Linked DNA regions of Gossypium hirsutum: regions 1 and 2 are each linked to region 3. A link is a contact called in public Hi-C data. All regions are on one chromosome and are shown on one strand. The core of a region is the stretch at or near the end of the contact, and the rest is flanking DNA. Distances in the headings are between cores, read along the strand shown.

Region 1 (2,700 bases), core at 104-2,603, 240 kb before region 3:
ACACATAATGGAGAATGGAGGGAAAGTATTGTAGTTGATACCTTCCTAGAGGAAATGGCGACGAAAATCTTGCATTTTCCCTTATCTAAGAAAGCCCACGAAAACTTGAGGGTTTGGAGTGGTAAGCCCTTGGGGGAGTTCTCAGTCAGAAGTGGCTATAAACTATAACAAAAAGGTACTTTCTTTCCTAATAATGCTCAAATAGAGACCAATATTATAGATTTTTATAAAAAGTTATTGGCACTACATCTTCCCTCCAAGATTAAAATTACAATGTGGAAATTTTCTTGGAATTTTGTTTCCACTTTCGTTAATCTAAGGCTGAGACAAATTCCTGTTGAAGAGCTATGTCCTAACTGTCATGGAGTTGCAAAGAGCACTGACCACATTCTTAGGGAGTGCCCTACATCAACTGAGACCTAGGTTAATTTTGACCTGTTATGGGTTTCTTCAAATTTAGTACGGAATAGTTGGGAGTGGCTAACCTGAGTTTTTAGTAATAATGCCAGTGAACAACGTAGACTGTTTTGTTGTGGAGTGTGGGCAATCTGGATAAACAGAAACAAATTAGTGCATAAGGAGAAAAAATCGTTGGGGAAGGAAATTGCAGATTGGGTATTGGATTATATGAAGGGGTTGGGCGAGATGAAGGAAAAGGAACATACCAAGCATTAAGTCCATGTAAATTGGATTCCCTAGCTTGGAGCCATTGTGAAGATAAATTTTGACGCAGCCTTTGACGGTAGTAATGCTAAATCAGCATCAGGGGTGGTGGTTAGAAATGCCTCAGGGGAGATATTGACCTTGAAAACAACTTTTCATGAGTCTTTTTTGACGGAGTTCGCTATGGAGGCCCTTGCATGTTTTAAAGGCATATTATTGGGGGCTCAGTTGGGTTCGAATCGGTGACAGTTGAGGGTGACTCGATGACAACGATAAAGAAATCCAAGTTAAACACAGCAGACAAACCAGTGATTGGAGCAATCGTTAGAGATATTCGGTAGTGCAAAAGGTTTTTTTCTCATAATAGATTTTTAATATGTTCCCAAAATAGCAAATCATCTCAAACATATGATTTCAACGGAAAGTATGAAGAAGGGAGAGGAAATTTACCATGAAAGAGATGTTTCAGGGTTCGTCAAGGAAGCGTTGGATCGGAGAAGACCAAGGGCACCAGATTGAAGTTTTGACCTCTGTGAAACTCGGTTAGGGAAAGGAACAGGCAGGAGAAATGAAAATGTTATTTTGGAAACCTGCCTTAGGAGATTGCAACCTACAAAAAGCAAGGGATAAGGGCATTTATTTTTTGGGTGGTTGCAAGCTATATCTGATTGGGTTTTGTTTGTTTCTTTTAATTTTTCTGGTTTATTGGTTGGTAGTTTTTTAGGGTATTTTAATTGAGTTTTATGGGTTTGGCCGGTTTTATTTCTATTCGGCCTGGCCTTTTTTGTTTTTTAGTTTGATTTTGGACTATGTATTTGGTTTTTTTATGTTATTAAAGGCCCAGTCTAGTATTTTTTTAGAAAAAAAATCTACACAATTCTTATCACTAAATATTCAATGCAATATAATTTTTACTTTTAAAAAATGTATAACATGAAATATAAAACAATTTTAAATGGAAAACAATCCATTGTCTAGAAATTAATTTTTTTAAAAAAAATTGATTGCACAAAAATAAAAAATATTAACTTTTGGAAAAAAATGATTAAAATTGTAAAAAAAAGAAAGAAAAAGAAAAAATGATTGTTTATAATTTTAAAAAATTAATTATTTTAAGTAAATTAATTAAAGTGAAATTAAATTGAAGAAGATAGTAGATATAAACAACTGTATAATAATTTGTTATCTTTAAAATTTAATGACATGAAACTATTAATTTATTGGTGCCTAAAAACTATACTTTCTAGGATGATCCTAATATAACTTATTCCCTTTATTTTAACCCTTTATAACAAATTTCACTTATAACAACAACAAACATAATTATGAAGTATATATATATTTTTATTAAATTAGTTCTTTTATAAAAACATATTGCCTAAATTTTTTAAGTAAAATTATAACTATTTCATATAAGTAAGCCCATTAATTATAATTTACTAAATAAACATGATATCAATTAAAATATTATTTTAATAAAATATTTATATTTCACATAAAAAAAATATTAATCCCATCTTATTAAATGAAAATAATCTTTAATGAGTGAAGTTAGAGATAACAATTCCCCTTAATAATATTTTTTTAAAGAATTCTAATTAATATGATACACTTTCTAACACTAAATTAATTATCCTTAATAATATTTAACCCTAATTAGTTTTGACTAATTAAATAAAATTAAAAATAATAATAATAATACAAGGTTTATGCTTTCTTCAACTAGATTTATGATTTATAGTAAGCTGCGTTAAAATTTAGAATTTTAAGGAAAGTATTAAAGTAGAATAAGGTCTAAAGGGGTCTAGGATTTTAGAATTTTATAAAAAAAATAGATTAAATTCAGTGTTAAAAATAATAATAAGAGTGAATTTGATGTTTCTTAATATACTTTGTTATTCATGCAATCTAAAAAAATGATGTAGTGTGTATTAGGTGCCTAAATCTGACTTTTTTAGGATCATTCTAGTTAAAGTTAAACTCTAATAAAGATATGAATGACATTTTTAAAAAAGTTAAAAAGAAAAATTCCAAAAG
Region 2 (2,700 bases), core at 106-2,605, 250 kb after region 3:
GGAAGAATTACGAATTCATGGTGAACAGCCAACACACATAGTGATAGCCTATCCCCATAAGCCACAAGATGCAAATGTATATGCTGCAAACAGAAGTGAAATACAAGCAAAAAAACTAACAAAAACCATGGAAAATAAACTAATAGATATCGCGTGGTGATAGCATATCCCTATATACCACAAGAGGTGAATGTAGATACTTGTATACTAAACATTCGCATGAAATATGAATAAAAAGCATTGTTTTTCAGAACCACATTAGTCGATCTCCAACTCATTGAATGTCAAACAAGTTTGTGTCACAATGCTAAAATAAATAGGCACAAGAATGAAAATGTAATGCAGCATATGCTTCTTCCATATAAACAAACAATTCATCTAAGCGTCAATCCCAATGCTGAAGGCAGACACTAGAGAATCCAGATTGTGGCATAGAGGAATAAATAAAGGCTTCTCACCATTTTGATATCACTCTTTATTGTTAAAATATAAGCTGCAATTGCTTTAAATTTACGCTTTCAAATTTAGCACTTTCAATCGATCAATAAAATTTCCACATAAGCATTCAGCAAAGATGAACAGTGTTAATAACTGAGGGGAAGGAGTAGATTTATGCAAAATGCATGTTTTAGAAACTAACAGATTACGAAATATAAAAGCTCACCAGTAACCAAAAGAAGCCCAGAAGTAAGTTGCTTCAAGAAAACAATTCTCTTCCCCATAAATCTTCCAGCCAACAAAATCAAGACTGTCCCTGGAGTAATGCTTGCTCTAAACACATAATAAAGAAGCCCAACAATGAGAAACACATTTTCAGAAAGTCTACAAATAAATAACCAAATAATCATTTCAGAAAAGAACCTGAGCTTGGTGGGTTTAGGCTTGCGCTTATTAAGTAGCGGCTTCTTGACATCTTCAGCGGGGTAAAATTTGGGAGCCTTCTCGGGGGCGACGGGTGCTTTAGGCTTGGGGTCATGGCGGGGGAAGACGCCACCGTGTTTGGCCTTGATAGCCCAAAGGCCGCGCTTGTGGTACATCTTAGACCTGGAATACTTGCCTACGCCACGTATAAGATCTGGGTTTCGGGTCTTAACAGGGGTCTTCCTTTTTGCTGCCATTTCCTCTCTGAACCCTTTGCTCTGCGGCGGCTGCTCTTCTTGGTTGGGAAAGATCGATAAGAGCAGAACCCTAAAACGCTTATTGCAAAATGGGGGGTTTTATCCCTATTTTCTTACAGGCCTTGTGGGTGTGGGCTAAAGGTCTTCGCTTGTTTTGGGTTCTTCGAGCAATTAGATGATCTCATACTGTTTCAGACATGCTTTATCTCAAACCCACAACATTTGACAACACCTTTTTTTCTATCATATTATTAAATTAACATCTAAATATAAATTTAATTTAATTTAAAATAAATTAGTTATAACCAGGTCATATTTATTATTATTAATAATCATGTAATATTTTTTAATAATAATGTTAATGTAATTTATATAATAATTAGTAGAAGCAGAACTTCTCAAGTAATATTTTTGGTAATGACTTATTTTTTGCCGTTATCGGAAAAATGCAGTTTTGAGTCGGAATGTTTTGAAAATTTTTATTAAATCAATAAGTTCAGGGGACAAAGCCGAGAATAATGAGTAGGATCATTAAGGGAATTATTAAGGAAATTAGTAATTGATTTAAAAGTTAGTAATTAAAGTGAATGAACTAAATTGTGAAGCAACTAGATTTGAAGGATTAAATGGGAGATTAATCAAGGTCCTTAAAATTTAATAAAACCTTCACTAGTATATAATTAGTGGACAAGTATGATCTTGTCCATCATTTTCCACTAACTGATTCAAGGATATATTAATCAAAAGGCCATTAGATTGGTTTCGTTAAATTTATTTAAGCTTAAGTGTATATATTGGTTTTGTTAAGGTATAGGTTAACGACCATGGTTGAGCTTAATGAAGTTTAGTGAGAGAATGGAAAGAAGTTCGGGAAAATATGTGTTTTTGGATAGCTTTCATATTTTTAGAAACATACTCTAAAATTGGATTTAAATTTGAATGCATAGATTACGAGTTATGTCAATTTCGGATATTAGAAATCAAGTGTAAACAAGTTGTGTTTTCATGGTCACTTGTTTAATTTGTTGCAGGTGAAACAATAAATTGTGCCCCTTTTAAAAAAATATATAAAATGTAATATAATAAAAGTTGAAATTTTTTTGGAGCTTTAGGAGATGAAGCATTTATAGTGAAAAATTGAAAGTTTTAAGTATTCAATTAATTTATTTTATTCTAAATTTTTTCAACATTAAAAGTTGAAAAAAATATTTTTTTGGGCCCTTCCAGTCTTGGACCTTGGGCAGTTACACTCTCAAACAACTCCAGGGCCAAACTTGATTTGTTGGTCAATTAATGGCCATTCGAGTCAAGTATAATTGTTAATGGTGTATTTGTATATGTTTGAATATTTTGAGTAGTACATGAGCGAATAGAGAAAACTTAAACAAAGGAATAAGGATTTAAGAAGCTATCTACTTAGTTTAGTTGTTGTGAAAGAGATAAGTTCACTTGAAATTTACGATACTTATTTACTTGTGTTTCCACAATTTACGATATGTATTGGTTATAGGTATAAAGTGACTTAAATCTATAAGAAACTATATAGGTTATGTTTAAAATGGATGAAATAATTATTGAATAT
Region 3 (2,700 bases), core at 32-2,531:
GTAAAAGGACCAATAACCTTTATATTTTGGAAGGTTCAACACTGACCGGTGAAATCAAGCGTCTCTCGTCCATTACAGAGTCGAAGTCAACTAGTTTGGAGCGGAGGCAACTTAGTCATAGGAGGGAAAAATGTATGAACATTTTGTTGAAGAGATGTTCTCTTTCAGATACAGGTTTTGAAAAGTTAAGGCGCTGTGTTCGTGAAAATCAAACTCGAGTTAGTTTTGATTTGGCAGTGCACAAGTCAAAGGCTAGAGGTCTTCTTGCTTTTAAGCACAAATTCGACTCAGTTAATTCCCTACATTGTTCAAGATAGGCCGATGGCAAGTTTTGGCAAAGATGGTGTTGTGGAAATATGAGTCAAGGTGGAGATTTGTTGAGTATGCCTCATATTTCAGTCAAATTGTAGAGATAATCTCCCAGTTAAACTCTATTTATTTGTTTCAGTCGAACTTTGATTAGTCTAGATTAGTTTATTATTATTTGACCTACGAATTTAGCCTATAAAGAGGCTCTTTTATAACCTTAGAAAAGACATCCATTAAAAAATTAAAACTCATAACACTTTTGGTAAATTTTGTGTTTACGTTTAGAGGGTTCTTTATTTTCGAGTTTCGCGGTTTAGTTTTTATCTCTATCTTTTGTAGTCTTCATTCTTTTGCCATTATAGTAAAATTATCTTTCTTCGTAATTTTTTATCTTCTTTGGAGGGATTTTTTCACGTTAAATTTGTGTGTTCAAATTCTCAATTTCTTCTGCTATTTTTACTTATTCGTTGCTTAATCAGGTCTATCCCCAACACATATGTTGCAAATAAAAATAAAGTGATTTTGACTAATATAGAGAGGTCTCTAACTTTTGTCAAAGTTAAAAAAATATTATGTTAACAACTCGATGGATTAACGAAATTTTTAACATCTGTGACTAATTCAAATAATTATATTAATTAAAGTGACTAAATTGAAAAGAAATTAAAGTTGCCAAAATAGGAACAACGGTAATTTAAGATGACTTGCAGTATAATTTACCCTTTAAAATTAGAAAAAAAATGATTAAAAAAATATAGGAATTGAAACACTTTATTTATCTAGGATATATCGAGAAGAATAAAAAATAGAATAGAAAAAAAAAGGTAGAGTTAATATAATTTTTTAAAAATAAAAAGGGGGGCATCAATTAACAGATCAGAGTCGTTGCTGTTAGAGAGGAGAAGAGAGGGACCCACCAATCTCATCCAAAAAGTATAAACGATAAAACTACCCACTCCCATCATTTGGTTTCTCCCCTCGTTTCCACCCTGGCCTTCCCCTCCCGATTCCTCCACCGTTTACCTTCTCAACCGGTTACCACCTTCCCACGTGCTCCCCACGTGCATCACCCCTTCTTCCCCTTTCTGTGGTGCAACAAATAAAAGTTAGAGAGAGAAACAAATTACTGAATAATATTAAAAAAATTAGTAGTAATTATTATAAATATTTGGGTTTTGCATTTATTTTTCCATATATTCTCCTTTCTTTTATTTCTCTCTCAAAGCAAAATCAGACTTTTTTTTTTCTTGTCTTTGCCTTGTAAAGATTGATTATATCTTGCTTAGCTTTGGTTTGGTTTCCTTGAGTGTTTTGTTTTTTTATTTTCTCGAGAGAGAAAGAAAGGGAAAATCTTATCTCGCATCGATGAGGATCAGGAAAAGACAGGTTCCGCTACCTTTCTCTTCCATTTCACCAGTACCCCTTTCATCAGATCCCAACTTTAACCGCCCTCCGGTAGCGGTGGTGCAACTCCCGCTACGGCAGCAACAACCACCCACTCCTTGCTGCTTTGATCCTCACTACCCTTCTCAATCTGATCATCCGATCGGCCAAGCACTGCCAACCCAACCCCGTGATGGAACAACACATGGAAAACAACTCACGAAGAACAAACAAGACTACTTGGTTAGTTAGTTCAATGATTCAATCCTTACAAACAACTAAATAGTACATCTTATTTCCTTTCTTTCATTTTTATCATAGTTTTAACTTTGTTTCTGAGACTGCACTAGTGTTCAACGTAACAAAAAGAAATAAAGCATCTCTTGTTTGAATTCTCTTTTTACTTTGATTAATTTGCACCCATGAAAGTTGCATCAGGTAAAATTACAAACTTGCTAAGTGGGACCTTTTTTATTTCTTTTTGTAGGTTTTGAAGCCTGGAGGAGAAGAAGAAGAGGAGAAGATTAATGACACCAGGTAAGAACTGAAGGGCTAAAAAAGTTTAAATTAAAAACAAAAACCAAATTTCTTCTGTTATTTCATAAAATCTTGTAGTAAAAAGGTGAAAAAAAAAAGAAGGGTCTTGATCTTAACTTTTTAACCAACACCAACACTAAAATGAAAGAATTCTACAAAAATGAAAATAATACTGTAACTGGAAATACTGTTTTTAGGTGTTTTTATTTCAGCTTTGGCTAGCAACCATACCTTCCTATCTAATCTAATCTTTTTTTCTTTTTTCTTTTATCTTCAATTTTGGTTAACTAATATATATGTCCATGCGGTGCACGTTAGCATCGGATGCTGGTCCCCGTCTCAACTCTCAACCAATGTTATTTACATCTTGCTCCATGTTTTGCACTAATTTCATTCATTTTTTTCCATTTTTTTTCTTTAAAAAAAATTTATGTTTGTGGTTGTGGATCTTCTGGGTTGGGTTGGTTTGCT

What was found. A called contact is a pair of places that touch in the nucleus more often than the background predicts.
Region 1: a contact with region 3 is called in a Hi-C map of leaf, with 1.7 times the contacts expected there. The contact joins the promoter of LOC107898302 here to the promoter of LOC107945745 in region 3. A contact is called at or near these places in 7 of 34 Hi-C or Micro-C datasets (callus, hypocotyl, leaf and 1 more).
Region 2: a Hi-C map of leaf shows a contact between it and region 3, with 2.6 times the contacts expected there. The contact joins the promoter of LOC107899683 here to the promoter of LOC107945745 in region 3. A contact is called at or near these places in 5 of 34 Hi-C or Micro-C datasets (callus, hypocotyl and leaf).

What each region holds. Positions count from the first base shown.
Region 1 is chrD04:23,950,900-23,953,599 of Gossypium_hirsutum_v2.1, forward strand. It overlaps LOC107898302, which reads right to left and starts at 1,354. Exons shown (of 4, transcript XM_041091276.1): 1 at 666-1,354; 2 at 486-548.
Region 2 is chrD04:24,445,917-24,448,616 of Gossypium_hirsutum_v2.1, forward strand. LOC107899683 (60S ribosomal protein L6) reads right to left here and starts at 1,356. Exons shown (of 4, transcript XM_016825456.2): 1 at 862-1,356; 2 at 665-771. The coding sequence starts at 1,118.
Region 3 is chrD04:24,193,632-24,196,331 of Gossypium_hirsutum_v2.1, forward strand. It overlaps LOC107945745, which reads left to right and starts at 1,282. Exons shown (of 4, transcript XM_016879851.2): 1 at 1,282-1,935; 2 at 2,180-2,229. The coding sequence starts at 1,675.